3 separate regions of the Sus scrofa genome follow, and regions 1 and 3 are each linked to region 2. The links are chromatin contacts, called in public HiChIP or PLAC-seq and promoter capture Hi-C maps. All regions are on one chromosome and are shown on one strand. The core of a region is the stretch at or near the end of the contact, and the rest is flanking DNA. Distances in the headings are between cores, read along the strand shown. Region 1 holds the start of CSNK1D (casein kinase I). Region 2 holds the start of RFNG (beta-1,3-N-acetylglucosaminyltransferase radical fringe). Region 3 holds the start of SECTM1 (secreted and transmembrane protein 1).

Evidence for each region. Promoter capture Hi-C pulls out the DNA fragments that hold promoters and counts their contacts. HiChIP or PLAC-seq counts read pairs in DNA pulled down with a chosen protein or histone mark.
Region 1: a contact with region 2 is called in a promoter capture Hi-C map of fetal skeletal muscle, with 3 times the contacts expected there. The contact joins the promoter of CSNK1D here to the promoter of RFNG in region 2. A contact is called at or near these places in 2 of 5 promoter capture datasets (fetal skeletal muscle and liver) and 1 of 2 datasets of contacts at active chromatin or transcription factors (alveolar macrophages).
Region 3: an H3K27ac HiChIP or PLAC-seq map of alveolar macrophages shows a contact between it and region 2. The contact joins the promoter of SECTM1 here to the promoter of RFNG in region 2. A contact is called at or near these places in 1 of 5 promoter capture datasets (liver) and 1 of 2 datasets of contacts at active chromatin or transcription factors (alveolar macrophages).

What each region holds. Positions count from the first base shown.
Region 1 is chr12:766,064-771,118 of Sscrofa11.1, reverse strand. It overlaps CSNK1D (casein kinase I), which reads right to left and starts at 2,263. Exons shown (of 10, transcript XM_021066360.1): 1 at 1,851-2,263. The coding sequence starts at 1,926.
Region 2 is chr12:954,466-959,355 of Sscrofa11.1, reverse strand. RFNG (beta-1,3-N-acetylglucosaminyltransferase radical fringe) reads right to left here and starts at 2,227. Exons shown (of 8, transcript XM_021066394.1): 1 at 1,894-2,227; 2 at 1,314-1,362; 3 at 698-800; 4 at 446-599; 5 at 107-195; 6 at 1-20. The coding sequence starts at 2,181. It overlaps GPS1 (COP9 signalosome complex subunit 1), which reads left to right and starts at 933. Exons shown (of 14, transcript XM_021066389.1): 1 at 933-1,042; 2 at 3,236-3,328; 3 at 3,850-4,031; 4 at 4,389-4,553. The coding sequence starts at 3,251.
Region 3 is chr12:727,615-731,945 of Sscrofa11.1, reverse strand. SECTM1 (secreted and transmembrane protein 1) reads right to left here and starts at 1,487. Exons shown (of 6, transcript XM_021066356.1): 1 at 1,240-1,487.

The sequences.
Region 1 (5,055 bases), core at 1,014-3,513, 190 kb after region 2:
ACTCCATCACGTGGTCTTCGTGGCGGATCTGCCCTCTTCCACCCTTAACCACAGTATATGTGAGCTTCCTCAGACCCGCCTTCCCGCTACATCTTAATCTAACGAGACCACTTTGCGGCTCTTCTGTGGGGTCGCAGGCAGCCTGAAGGGACCACCATATGGGACAAGAGCCAACGGTGACAGAAAATAAATCAGTTGTGCGAACGCCACACAAGTCAGTCAAAGTCTATTCCAATAGGTGGGCCTCACGGCACGCCTGACGGGGGTTCCCGAGCCTCAGGTCCGGCCCTCTTAGAGTCAAGGTGGAGGAGACTGAGGACAGACCCCTCTGAGGCCGGCAAGCCCGATCTGTATCAAGCACCACTGGTGCGTCCATCACAAGGTGAGGCCCGGAGGACACAGCTGGGGACAGGCCTTCGGTGTCTCCCACGAAGCTCCCATATTGGTGAATGTCTTGGTCACAACATTCCTCCACTTGAGCGTCCAAAAGCAGCTTCAGAAAGCAGCCGTCTGGCAAAGTCTCAGAAAGGAGAACAAAAAGCTTCAAAATATCTTTTTCTTATCTGTGGAAAGGCGGCTAATGGATCGGTTCTGGAGTACAGCTCCTAGATCCTAGGTTAAAACTTTTGCCAAAATCTATTGTTCTATAAATAAGGCAAACAGCTTGCATTTACCCAGCGCTTCGCCTCCAAAACCCTGCTGAGAAGGCAGCTCCCGACGACTGGACATAAATATTTAAGTAGTAAAATGCAAGTGTCTCTGAAGTGTATCCTACTTGGAGAGCAGCGCACATGCTGGAGGGACAGGTACCCTGTGGGGTAAGGGTACCAAAAGCAGTTCCCAACTCCCTCAGTGGGGGCTCCTCTTACACACCAGCCCACCGAGGTCGCGCACCCGCTCCAGGTAACGAGAGCCCAGGATGGGGCGGGGAGCTCGCACACTTGGGACCATCTGAAAGGCATAACCAGGAGCATCAGGGACCCTCGGCGACAAGCGCAGCAGCCGAACGGAAGCCCCGGGGCGGGCTGCGCCACGGGCGCATGTTTACCCCGAACTTGCGCAACGACAGTCCCGCCGCACAGCAGGCGTGCCGGGCTGGGCAGCCCCGACGCGGGGGTGGCAGCGAGTGGCCCACAGTTCCTCCGAGGAATGCCGCTGAGTTCTGTTTAAACTTCCAACTTTAAGATCCAAGCCCACCCTCTAGCACACGGGTGTATCCGAGCCTTCTTGCGCTGGAGACCTCAAACAATCCGGGACATTCTAACCCCAGGTTTTCCCGTCTACCCCGAGAACTTTCGCAGCAAAGGACAAGCTCCGGGTAGCGCTGCGCCACTCGACCTGCCTCTACTTCAGCCCACGCCTAAACGCTGACTTCGTCCTGGGTCGCCTGAGCGTCGTTCTGGTTGACGGCCAGGGACAGAGGCTGCAACTTGGAGGCGCAACACGTACCCCACCACCGCCCGACGGGCCCCCCGCGCGGCCCCGCGCTGCACCTGCGCTCCGCGGCCGGAGGGGCTGGGCACCGCCAGGGGCAGCGCGCAAGCCTCACCTCGTCTCGTGCCCGGCCGCAGGGCGCAGGACGCGGGCCCGCACGCCCGCCGACCGCTTTGTCGCCTGCGGGGTCGCCGGCCGTCCCGGAGGCCGCGGGCAGGCTGGGGCGGCTGCCCCGGGGCGCGGGTCGGGGGGGCCGCAGGCTCCCGCCCGGGGAGCTGAGCGGCGCGAGCCGTGAGGGCCCCGGGGCGAGTCAGGGGTCCGGCCGCCGGGGGCGGGGTCGCCGGGGCGGCGGCCGGAGCGGAGCCCGGCGGCCGGGCGCCGGTTTGGGGGCCGCGCCCGGGGGAGGGGCGCCTCACCGAGATAGATGTCTCCGAAGGACCCGCTGCCGATCTTCCGGCCCAGCCGGTACCTGTTCCCCACTCTGAGCTCCATGGCGGCGGCGGCCCGGCTCGCTCCTGCCCTCCCGGCCGCTTCCTGGGTCTGAGCTCGGGGAGGCGGCGCCGCTGCTGCCGCTACTGCGGGTCCGGCTGCCGGCTCCGCCCCCCTCACGGCCCCGCTTTCACCATCGCTTTCCGGCCGCCCTGCCGCTCCCAGCGCCTCAATACGGGGCGGATGGGACAGTCCGGGCGCCGCCGCCCCTGCTCCGGCCTCCGCCAACCCCGTTCGCCCTCTCCCCGCCGCGGATGGACTCGGATCTCCCGGGCCTAAATCCCCCTTCAGGGGCCTGAAGGAGCCGCCGCCATCGCGCTGTGACGTCACTTCCCCTAGCAACCCGGCGGGGCGGGGCCGCGGCTCCAAGCGACGGCCGGGGCGGGGCGATCGCGACCGCGGGGCGGGGCCTGGGGGCGGGCCTGCGCAGCTCTAGGGGTAGGGACCGCGTTCTCCCGATCCACTGACGCACCCGGCCAGGCACCTCCCCCCGCTCCTTGCCCCCTGCCTCTGGCAGCAGCCCAGGGCCCAGAGCCCCTCGCCTGGACCCCTTCCGCCGGCAGGATCTATGGGCTCGTGCAGGATTCCCTGCAGCTGTCTGGGAAGCCAGCGTTTCCTTGCTGCAGGCCTGGGACAGGCTCCCAGGCAGTGCCCTATAGGGGGGGGTAGGCACCTCCCTGCACCGGCACCTGCAGGGAGTAATATGCTCCCTCCACTAGGTGCTAGGTACGCTTTTTTGTTGGGTGCCAACAGCCTCAGTAGTGTCCCAGCTCACACGGACTCAAAGCTGACACCCAGCCTGTGCCTGACACACAGTGGAAAATATATAGACATATATAGAGAGAGATTTCATGGCCACACCAGCGGCATATGGAAGTTTCCCAGCAAGGGATTGAATCTAAATGGTAGCTGTGACCTACACGGCCATACCAGATCCTTTACGCCGCTGCAGCAGGCTGGGCATCCAACCAGCCACCTCCACAGCCACCGGAGCCACTGCGGTGGGCTGCTTAACCCACACCGCCATTGCGAGAACTCCACAATGCGCCCATTCAGAGTGTGCGAGTCAATGGTTTTAGCACGTAGCAACCATCGTCACAGTCAACTTCACTTTTCCATCACCCCAAAGAGAAGCCTCCACCCCACAGTCATGCCCCAGGCCCACGCATGAACAAAGTGCTGTGCTCTGAGGTCGCAGGGCCTGGCTGCAGACCTTCGCATTTTCTCGTGTCCTGAAAGCACGCTCCTCCCTTCTCCCGTTCAGGCCCTTCGGGGAGGGAGCTTGGTGTGTGTGCATGTGTCTGTTGGGCCTGGTGGGGGCTGGGAGCTGCTGGGGTCCCCCCGCTGCTGCTGCTGTCACAGTGGCCTCGCACCTCCCGGCCACTGCTTCCATTCTCTTTCCTCCTCTGGCTTCTGGTAGTTTCTGCCACTGAGCTCCCGTGACCTCCCTCTGTGCCTCTTCAGCTAACTGGCTGGTCCTGGTCGGCCAGTTCTTTGTCTGCAGGGAGTCACAGGTCACTGGCAAGAGCCAAATGATGGGGCAGGGGTGGGGTCATTTGCATAAATTGTGACCACCGGATTCATAAATTTTTTAAAGTTATACTCCATTTGTAGTTATTATAAAATATTGGCTACGTTCTCTGTCTTGTACAGTATATCCTTACAGCTTATTTTGTAGATACCTGTTTATACCTCTTAATGGCGCCTATCTATCTTTCTTGCTTTCCGTGGCAGAGCTTCAGACAGCTGCAACGGTGCTGTGCTGCGTGCCCGCGTCTTGCTATTTCTGTGTCTTGACTCTGTAACCTAGACAGTGGAGAAGCCCGCAGGCACAGGGGAGGGGGCGCCCAGAAGGCGCCGTCAGATGGGCCCGCCCAGGGCAAGAGGATGGCTTTGTCCTCGTCCCTGGTGGGGCCACAGGTGCCCAGGCTCCTCTTCTGGCACATGTGACATGGGAGGGGACATGGGCCAGAGCCCAGGAGTCCGAGAGGAAGAGCTGCCAGAGGAGGCAGTGCGAACACCTGGCCCCCACACGCCACAGAGAAAACCAACAGAGATGTGCACACACACACACACACACACACACACGCAAAGGAATCCTTGCAGCCGAACTAGAAAAATGTCAGCCAGTGACCGGAGGGAGAGGCCACCATTGATGAACACCTGGACGTGCAGGCAGAAGGACCACCTCACCACAGAGGGAAAGCGCCAGGATGCCAGGCACCAGGAGGAGATGCGAGGCTTGGACCTCGGCCGAGGGTAGAGACCCAGAGGGGGCAGGTGACAGGTGGTGAGTGTGACCAGGACTGTGGGACAGATGACCAAACACCTTCTGAGCCGAAGGGGGATCCCGGGCGTGGGAAGCCAGGACAGGCCAACCCAGGCCCAGCCCGATAAAACTCCTACACCCCATGGGGAAAGAAGAGGTTTTCAAAACTTTATTGAGAAAGCAGATGCTGACAAAGGAAAAAGAGGCAGGCTGGCCTCCGGCGCCTTGTGTGACTAGAAGCCTGCAGAGGCTGGGGGAGAGCACATTCTAGCAGCCTTGGCCGCTCCCAGGACGCAGGGGCCGGCGCAGACACCACCCGACTTGGATGCCCTGAGGCCAGCCAGGAAGGGGCCCAGAGAGGCCTCCTGGGAAACGAGAATGAGACAGAACCAGGCCTCCAGGCAGAGAGGTACAGGGACCACGGAGAAGTGCTCAGCCTCCTCTGCCGGCTCTCCCCCAGCGCTCGTATCCACACGTGTGCGACGGGTGCACGAGGCACAGCACGGCCTCGGGCGCACTCGTGAGTTCACATGTGCACACGCATCCTGCAGACGGACACACGGGCACACACACATGGTTTGTGTGTCTGTGCTTGCGTGCGGCTGACACGGAGTGGAAGTAGGTAGTGACATCTCGCGGGGTCGGGGGAAGGAGGCTCTCAGTGAGGATTCTTGCTGTAGAAGGGGCTGCTGCCAGGCCATCCATCTGTGGCTAGCGCTGAAAAAGCGGAAGTTGGGGGTGGGGAGTCAACGATAGACTCCTTCTGAGGTCTCACGACAGGTGGGCAGGAGGGGAGGACACAGGAGTGAATCCTCCAGGGATTTCCTCTTGTCATTCGGGAGGGCGCGGAGGAGAGGGACCTG
Region 2 (4,890 bases), core at 978-3,477:
TGCTCATGAAGCTGCCCAGGCTGGGAGCCGAGGGGGTCTGGTCAGCGCCTGCCCAGCCCTGGGCACCCCCTCCCAGGCAGCCAGGCCCCAAGAGGTCCCCCCTCACCTGGCCCAGGGGCTCATCTTGAGGGCAAGGCCTCTGCTCAGGCAGAACCCGGCCCCCCCAGTAGCGAACCAGAACTTGACCGAGGTCACCTGGGGAGGAGGGGCCGCGATCAGAGCTCCTCGCCCTGCACACCCCGAGGCCTGTTCTTCAGCCACCCATCGGGGCTCTCCGGCCAGGTGGCCAAAGCTCCCTGGGCGCAATGGGTGGGGGTGCCCACGATCGCCTGTGGCTTCGGCCCCTCCCACGGCTCCCCCTCACTGGCCTCAGCTCTGGACACGTGGGTGGGACACCTGCTGGGGTCTCCCCTCTCTGCTTTGCCTCCCCGGCCCCGGCACTCACGGTTCCACCTCCCTGGACCCTCTCGGTAGCCTCGATGGGGTGGTCCAGGCTGGGCCGCCCCAGGTAGACGTCTTGGCTGGGCGAGAAGCTGGACAGCAGGTGCAGCAGGCCATCGGGGTTCACGTAGTTGTCGTCATCCACGTGGCAGAACCACCTGGAGGGGTGTGCAGAAACCTGCAGTGAGCCCGGACCAGGGGGCGCGCCCGGCATTGGCCCTGGGCTTGCAGGAGACAGGGCGCGGCCACCACGTACTTGCGTCCAGACTCGATGAACTTGTCATATTCCACTGCCATCTTGCAGCACAGAGCCTGGCGGGTGTGCACGGCTGAGCAGTTGGTGTTGACAACGTGGCTGCCTGCGGTGGGAGGAGGAGAAGAGCGAGTGCCAGGGAAGTCTGTGGCCAGTGTACCCACCCCGCTGAAGTCAGGCAAGATGTGGCTAGCTGGCGACGCAAGGTCTGTCCGCTCGAGGCCCTGACGTCGGAGCCGATCACAGCCCTGTCCCGGCCTCGCTCGGCTGACTCTGTTGCTGCTGTCGAGACAGATAACCTCCTCCTGGAATCTCACGAGAGAAAACCTGCCAGGGAGCAGGACTGAGGTGGGCAGGCCCGGAAGGGAGGGCTCCCTGCTGGCCCTCCTGTAGGGGGCGTGGTTGAGGGAGGCAGAGCAGGGCTGGGGCCTGGGGCCCTGGATGCGGGGCCAGCGGTGGGTGGGCATCGGGGCTCTGTCCTCCACCAGCTGTGTGGCCCTGAGCAGGTGCCTTCCCCCCCCCCCCCCCCCCCCCGTACACAGCATAGGGCCGGGTGGCCCTGGACCGAGAGACAGCTGAGGAGGCAGCTAGCAGGGCGGGACGGGACGGGGGCACTCACCACCCTGGAGCTGCAACTCGGGGTCGTCCCCATCAGTAAAGATGAATGTCTGGAAAGAGAGTTGTGAGGAGTCAAGGGGCACCCCCTGGGGACCCCAAGGTCTGGCAGGGCCTTGGCTTGAAGCCGCAGAAGCACAAGTGGCTGGGCCTGGGCTTGGGCAGATCAGAGAGGAGAGCAGAGCAGCCTGCCGGTACCCTCAGCGTCCCCAGCAATGTTGGGGTGGCCCTGCTCTTGCCAGGCATGTTTCAGGGGTCTCAGCCCAGGGTCAGCTGGGAGAACTCATGCGAGCCTGGAATCTGGGAGGGTGGGTGCTGGGGGTGCCCGTCCATTCCCCACGTACTCGGGGCTTGGGGCCTGACGGCCACGCTGGGGACACAGCGGTGGGGAAGGGATCCGGGGTGGGGTTCAGGGAGGGATGCCAGTTTAGAGATGAGGGAGCGGAGTCCAAAGGCGGTGGAGGTCCTGGGAAGCCAGCGGTGCGGGATCCCAAAGGCAGGCATCTGGGGAGCGGGGATCTCGGGGCGTGGGAGGGTGCGGGGCGGGAATCCCGAAGTCTGCGGGGCCCCGGAGCGGGACCCACCTGCTGTCGGGCCCGGGAGATCCAGGTGCGCAGCAGCAGCCCCAGGCGCGGCCCGTGGTTCTTTCGGGTGGTCTTGACCGCGATGAAGATGTCGTCGGGCCGCAGTCGGGGGGCCGCGGCGGGCCGGGCAGGGGGCGCGCGCGAGTCAGGGCCCGGGGCCCGGGCCCGTGTCGGGGCCGCCGCGGGCGCGGACGCGCGGGGGAGCGGCAGCGGCAGCAGCAGCAGCGCGGCCAGGGCCGCGGCCAGCGCGAGGCAGGCCCGGCAGAGCGCCCCCCGCGCGCGGCTCATACGACCGCGGGACCCGCGGGCACTGCCCAGCCAGCGCGGCGCGGCCCCTTTAAGAGCCGCCCCGCCCGAGCCGCGACCCGGAAGCGGCAGCCGCGCTGCCCCGGAAGTGGACGGCGCGCCGCGGCGGGGTTGGCGAAGATGCCGCTGCCGGTTCAGGTGTTTAACTTGCAGGTAACGAGCCGCGGCCGGCGGCCCCTCCGCGCCCCCGCCGCCGGGCCGGAGGGGGGCCGGCCGTGCGCGCCCCCCGCGCGGCGTTCTCCCCGCGCCCGGGCTCCGGCCGCAGCGTCCCGCCCGTCGGCCCCGGCAGCCCGGCAGGCCCGGCAGGCCCGGCAGGCCCGGCGCGCTAACGCTCTTTCTCCTTCAGCAGCCAGCCAGCTCTGTGTCAGGGTCGGGGGGTGCAGAGAGTCAGGACAGAATGCGGGGTGGCCCGGCCCCCCGTGCGGCCGCGTCGTCAGTGGCAGATGTGCACTGCGCCCCTCCCAGCGGTAGGTCAGAGCTCTTCCTGCCGGGCACGGCCGGGGACTTCAGCCTGAGCGCCAGCCTGTCGGCCTGTACGCTGCTTTATGAGGTACCTTCCAGGACGGGGGCCGGGACCAGCCCGCCCGCCCACCGAGCGCGGGCCGCGCAGGGCGCCCGGGCGCCCCCCTCCCGCCTCCGGCCGCGGCCGGCCCCCGGCGGGCGTCGCCGGGTGCCGCTGCTCCCGCTGCTCGGATGCGCCCGATCGAGGCCGCCCAGGGTCCTCCCCGTGGCTCGGAGGAGGCTGCGTCAGGACGGTGGCCGGGAGCGTGTAGGGACCCTCGGGGGACCCTGGGAAGCGGTCCTCCGGCGTCCGGTTCCCGCCCCGGAGATAGGCTGTCACAGTCGGGCGGGGTTCTGCTCCTGAGCGCCGGTCTCGCCGGGAGCCCCCTCCCTGATGTGGCGGCGCTGGACGTGGCGGGCAGTGGGGAGGGGCCTGTCTGGAGCCGGGTTAGAGCTGAGCTGGGGCACAGTGAGGGTCTCTCGCTCTCCCTGGGCATCCCCCACTAGAGGTGCCAAGGTGCCGCCCGTGTTGCAGGGGGCGGTGGAGCCCATGCAGATTGACGTGGATCCCCAGGAGGACCCGCAGAACGCACCCGATGTCAACTATGTCGTGGAGAACCCCACCCTGGTAGGGAGCCTTGCAGCCGCTCCTAGGGGATCAGTGGGTTTGTTGGGGTGTCAGTCTTGCTGTGAGGGCTGGGCTAGGGCTCCCCACGCCGACCACGTCTTTTTCTGACCTGGAAACCTCTCGGGTTTCGGTTGCTCATTTCTGATGGGTTGCTAGTCCGCTCCAGACCTTTCATCTGCTCCCCCCCCCACGGAGGAGCCCTGGGTGCCAGGCTGCGCTTTGGTCATCTCACTGCAAGGACACGTCTTCTTTGGGGCCCAGCCTGTGAAGCTCGGTCTCCTCACTGCTCAGCCTGGTGACTGGCAGTCTGGGCGGGTGCCCACGTGCCTCCGGCCGTTCACCCCGGGCCAGAGCTTTACCCCGGAGGCCCCTTCACCGGCCCGTTCCCAGCGGCCTCTCCTCAGCCCCTGGACGGTCGGCGATTTGTTTGGTGCCCCCACGCCACTGCTCCCGACCACTGGCTGGGGCTTGGGGTCTGGGGTCCCAGCCTGGGGGACGAGCACTCTGCCCCCTGCCCCCAGGATCTGGAGCAGTATGCGGCCAGCTACAGCGGCCTGATGCGCATCGAGCGGCTGCAGTTCATCGCCGACCACTGCCCCCCGCTGCGGGCGGAGGCCCTGAAGATGGCCCTCTCCTTCGTGCAGCGGACCTTCAACGTGGACATGTACGAGGAGATCCACCGCAAGCTCTCGGAGGCCACCAGGTGAGGCCCAGGACCCGGCGACCTCGTTTTCTCGTGGCAGAGCCGGGAGGCGCAGCCGTCGCGGGAGGCGCTCGACGCGGGAGGCGCTCGCGCTGCCGAGAGTCGGCCCCGCCCCGCGTCTGCGGCGGCGTCTCGCGTGTGCGCACGCGCGGTTCTGGGCCGCGCGGAGCCTGCGGAGACCGCAGCGGGTTCCCCTCGCCCCTCGGCGCGGCGCCGAGACTCGTTTCCCCCTGGGCCGTCCCGCCAGGCGGCGGGCCTCCGTGGTCAGAGCTGTGCCCCTGTCAACGGGGCGCTCTCCCCATGGGGCGAGGGCCGCTGGCAGCATCCCAGCCCCCCTGACGGCCGGGTCCTCCCCAGGGAGCTGCAGAACACGCCCGACGCCATCCCCGAGAGTGGGGTGGAGCCCCCGCCCTTGGACACGGCCTGGGTGGAGGCCACTCGGAAGAAGGCCCTGCTGAAGCTGGAGAAGCTGGACACGGATCTGAAGAATTACAAGGGCAATTCTATCAAGGAGAGCATCAGGTGTGCCCGGGGCCGGGGGGCGGGCTCCATCCCGGCGGCAGCATCAGGTGTGCCCGGGGCCGGGGGCGGGCTCCATCCCGGCGGCAGCATCAGGTGTGCCCGGGGCCGGGGGGTGGGCTCCATCCCGGGCGGCAGCATCAGGTGTGCCCGGGGCCGGGGGGTGGGCTCCATCCCGGGCGGCAGCATCAGGTGTGCCCGGGGCCGGGGGCAGGCTCCATCCCGGCGGCAGCATCAGGTGTGCCCGGGCCGGGGGGTGGGCTCCATCCCGGCGGCAGCATCAGGTGTGCCCGGGGCCGGGGGTGGGCTCCATCCCGCCGGGGCCGGGGGCGGGCTCCAT
Region 3 (4,331 bases), core at 238-2,737, 230 kb after region 2:
CTGATGCTGAATTGGCATCTGCACATATCAACACGGGGTGACACTGCTGGGGTCTGTGCGGCCACTGGGGAGCTGCTCACATTTGGGAGCCAGCGAAACACCTCAGAAAGTGTGTGCAGTGGCCAGCACCTTTTCTGCTGTGAGACCTCGGGAAACTGAGGCAGCAGGTTGTGGAAGGGAGGGTGTCGCCTGGCCAGGTCTGCAGGGGCCCTGCATCGTCAGGGATCTCCACGCCCACAGCACCCGAGGGCAGCTGGCACAGCTTTCCCACCTGCTGCAGCGGCTCCAGGAACACCCACCTGGATGCACCTGGGTGTTTACGTGGGAGGGGGAGCTCGGCGCTGATCACCGTGCAGGGATGTGACCTACCGGCTCCAGAAGACAGAGCCCCAACCCCGGCTCAGAGGGAGAAAGGCCCCAGTCTGGGGCACCCCTACCCAGCCGGGTCCCTGCTGGGCAGTTAGAGTCCTCCGGGCCTGGGGCCCGAGCCTGCAAACCCTTCCCACTGCACAGCTCAGCACCCGCTGTGCCTCTGCTCCGGGACACAGACACCTCCCCTGAGAATCCTCCTCCTTCGCACCCGCGGGCCCCCCCTCCGGCGGCCCCAGCACCTCCCACTCCCTTCACAACCTCGGGCCCCAGGGACAGGGGCCTCCAGGGGCCCCGGGGTTTTCAAACTGCAGATCATTAACCAGTAGTGGGTGTTGAATTGAATTTCGCAGTTGTTGCTGCGGTCAAACCAAAAATGAAAGCTGAGCAAGGACAGGGGCCGTCGAGTGCCTTCCCCTCACCTTCGGGGGAGGGGGCTGGGATTTTATTGCTTTATGAGTGTTTGTGAGTAAATAAGCTGTGGCTGTGAGTGTCCACGTGTGCGTGCGTGTGTGTCCCTGTGAGTGCACATAAGTGTGAGTTTGTGCCCGCGAGTGTGAGAACCGCCGTGCTGGGTCGGGACCGGTCTGGGGCAGGAGGGGCTCTGTCCTGAGCGCTGGGCGCCCTAACCCGAGATGCCACCTCCCGGCCCCTCTGAGAGCCGAGCCTGGGGGCGCCCTGCAGAGACTCAGTCCCCGCCGCCTCGAGAGCCCCTGGCCCCTTGCCTCCCGCGGCGCGCAACCTGCGCCTCGGCCCCTGCGCGCCGACACCCTGGCAAGAGGCGGCGGGGGCGGGTCGAGGAGCTCGGCGCCCCGCTTTCTCCACCCCGGCGCGAACCCACACGCCCCGAGCTGCCCGCGCGCCCCTTGCCTGCGACTCCGCTCCGCTCCCCCGCGCGCCTCGCCTGCGACTCCGCTCCGCTCCCGCGCGGCTTCTCCACGCCCTCGGCCGCCGCTCCTCGGTTCGCCGGGTGAGAAAATCCCAGGGCGGAGCCTGCGGAGGAGGCGGAGGAAAGGCGGCGGATCCAGGATGGGCAGGAGGTGCAGCACTTGGTCCGGGATTCGGAAAGGAGTTCCCGTCGTGGCGCAGTGGTTAGCGACACCGACTAGCAACCATGAGGTTGCGGGTCCCATCCCTGGCTTCGCTCAGCGGGTTAAGGATCCCGCGTTGCCGTGAGCTGCGGTGTAGGTCGCAGATGCGGCTTGGATCCCGCGTGGCTGTGGCCGTGGTGTAGGCCAGTGGCTACAGCTCCGAGCTGCGGTGTAGGTCGCAGATGCGGCTTGGATCCCGCGTGGCTGTGGCTCTGGTGTAGGCCAGTGGCTACAGCTCGGATTAGACCCCTAGCCTAGGAACCTCCATATGCCTCTGGAGCGGCCCTAGAAAAGGCAAAAAGACCAAAAAAAAAAAAAGGGAAACCCCAAGTTATGGGAAGTCACTCAAAAAGAGCTTCGGAACTGCCCTGAAGTGATGGGAAACGCCTGTGGTTTTCTTGGTAGTGAATCCCTCACCGCAATTTAATTAGAAGCATTGCATTAGATGGTCATTCTGAAGAAAACTGCAGGAAATGGTTTTTCAGGAGCCCCCGTCCCTGGAGGTCGAAGCTCTAGCTCCTCGGAAAGGATGCGCCTCTTTCTGCGGGCAGGAGCCAGGTGGGTTCACTTCCCTGCGTGGACTGGGGGACCTCCAGTCCCCTCCTGTGTGCCGCGCCCACACAGGGCAGAGCCACCGGCTGAGAATCCATTGGGTCTATGGGGGGCCGGGCAGGGCGAGGGAGCGGGATGGCAGCCACGGTGAGGGGTTAAGAGGGTGCGGGGGGGGGGGTCCTCCCGGCTCCCTCCCCACTGAGGGACCCACGGGGTGGGCGTGGAGACGCCTTGGGGACGCACCGGTGTGAGCGCGTTTCCAGAGGGTGGAGGCTGCTGGGTGCTGACCTGGGAGAAGCGTGGAAGCCGGAGTTCATTGCAGGGTCTGTGCAGTTTTCTGTACACACGGGTCTGGTGCTTATTATAAAACCACTAGGATAAGTTTCTCTTTGACCCTCTGAGCGGGGCAAGGGGATACCTGCGAGCTACACAGATGTGGAAGGATGGGGGTGCGGGAGTCACTCCTGTTCACCTCTAGGCCCTGTTCCCCAGGTTGCTGCAGGGAAGCAGGCGTCCTGGACTTGAACCTGCACCCTGGGTCCACGTCCAGCCTCCCCAGCTCTCGGGGAATCGCCAGCCCAGCCAGCTTCACTGCTGACTAGGAGTTGGCTGCTGGTCCTTCGCCCATTCGTTATCACTCCCCGCTGGCCAGCCTGCGTAGCCTCTCTAAGCTCCGTCTTCCCTGTGGCAGAGCAGCCGGCCAGGTGCAGACGCGGCCACGGAGCCTCCAGTCAAGGGCGACAAGGGGTCACGTGCCGGGCGGGGCCCGGCTTCCCCAGGAGGAGACCTAGAGGTCGCCATGTCGTGGGTGGGGGCCAGAGAGGGGGTTTGTCCCCTCCAGAGTGGGACTGACATCGGGGAGACGGTACTGAGCGGCGGCTTGAGGCGAGATCTTGATTCTCTGCTCAGGAATGGAGCCTGGGCAGCCTGGGAGGAAACCGGGAATTAAAGCCCCGAGACCCCTGGGGGCTGGAAGCAAAAAGCAGGTTGCCCGATTCTTAGCCTTCTGAAAGCAAGGGTGTTGCAAGGAGGAGGAGACGGTGAAAACAGGCACAAAGTTTATGGGGATCGGGAGGGCATCGGGAGGGCACACGCCGGGGGAGCAGGGGAGCGGAAGCCCAAGAGCGCACGCAGAGCGAGTGTGGACGCCCCATGGTGGGGAGCCGCCAAGGGACGTGGGGCAGGCCTTCCGCGTGGTTGTTTTTCTCTGGCCACTTATCTTGCTTTATTTCTCACACCTGACCACACCCAGGGCCTCACCTGTGCATCTTTTCGCCCAGGTGGATTCCAGCCCGGGGTGGGGGGTATCAGGGGGGGCTAACTCATCCTGGGCTGGCACCCTCCCTTGTGACCCCAGGCACCTGTCTGCGCATGTGTTGTTGGAGCGGTCTGTCTCTGCTCCAGCAGAGCCTGGCGCCTGCTGTTTGCTTTTTCCTTAAAGTGTCAGAGAGAAGCCAGGGCCAGTGCACTCGGCTGACAAGTGGCAGCTGCTCTCAGCCCAGGGCCCCTCATCAGCCCTGGAAGGCAGGGGGGTGGGGGGGTGGCGGGTCTGGAGGTCAGGGGTTGAGCGGGGTGTCCGAGGCAGGGTGGGGAAGGCTCAGAGGTGTACAGAGGAGGAGTTCCCATCGTGGCTCAGCGGTTAGCGACCGACTAGATCCCTGGCCTCACTCAATGGGTTATGGATCCAGCGTTGCCATGAGCTGTAGTGTAGATTGCAGCTGAGGCTCTGATCCTGTGTGGCTGTGGCTGTGGCTGTGGTGTGGGCTGATGGCTACAGCTCCAATTCGACCTCTAGTCTCAGAACCTCCATATGCCACAGAGGCGGCCCTAAAAAGACAAAAAGACCAAAAAAAGAAGGGTACAGAGGAGGCAGAGCCCACAGATCTTGGTGGTTTAGGGGTGGGGAGAGGAGTGCCAGCTGGGCATGTGGCCTTCTCCTTCCACTAGAATCCAAGGTGACACGCTGGCCAAGTGTGGGGTGGAGAAAGGGACGAGGTGGTCCCCAGGCTGTGGGCCCACAGGTGGCAAGTCCTCGTCGGGCACAAGGCTAAGGGTGCTGGGTGCTGGGGCTAAGGGTGCTGAGTGGGTGATGCCCCACGTTGCTGAAACGAGAGGTGAATGCAGAACTGAGTCTGGGGGACCCTTGAATTGTGGGTGTGGCAGAGGAAAGGCCCAGACGGGATAGGGCAGAACCTTCCAGCTGCCCCACAGGTGGAGCATCTAGAACCAGGTGGGCAGGCAGGACAGAGTCCCTACACCAGGACGTGGTAAAGGAGTGACTTTTGTGACTTTTGCCCAGTGGGCAAATAAAGCACAAAT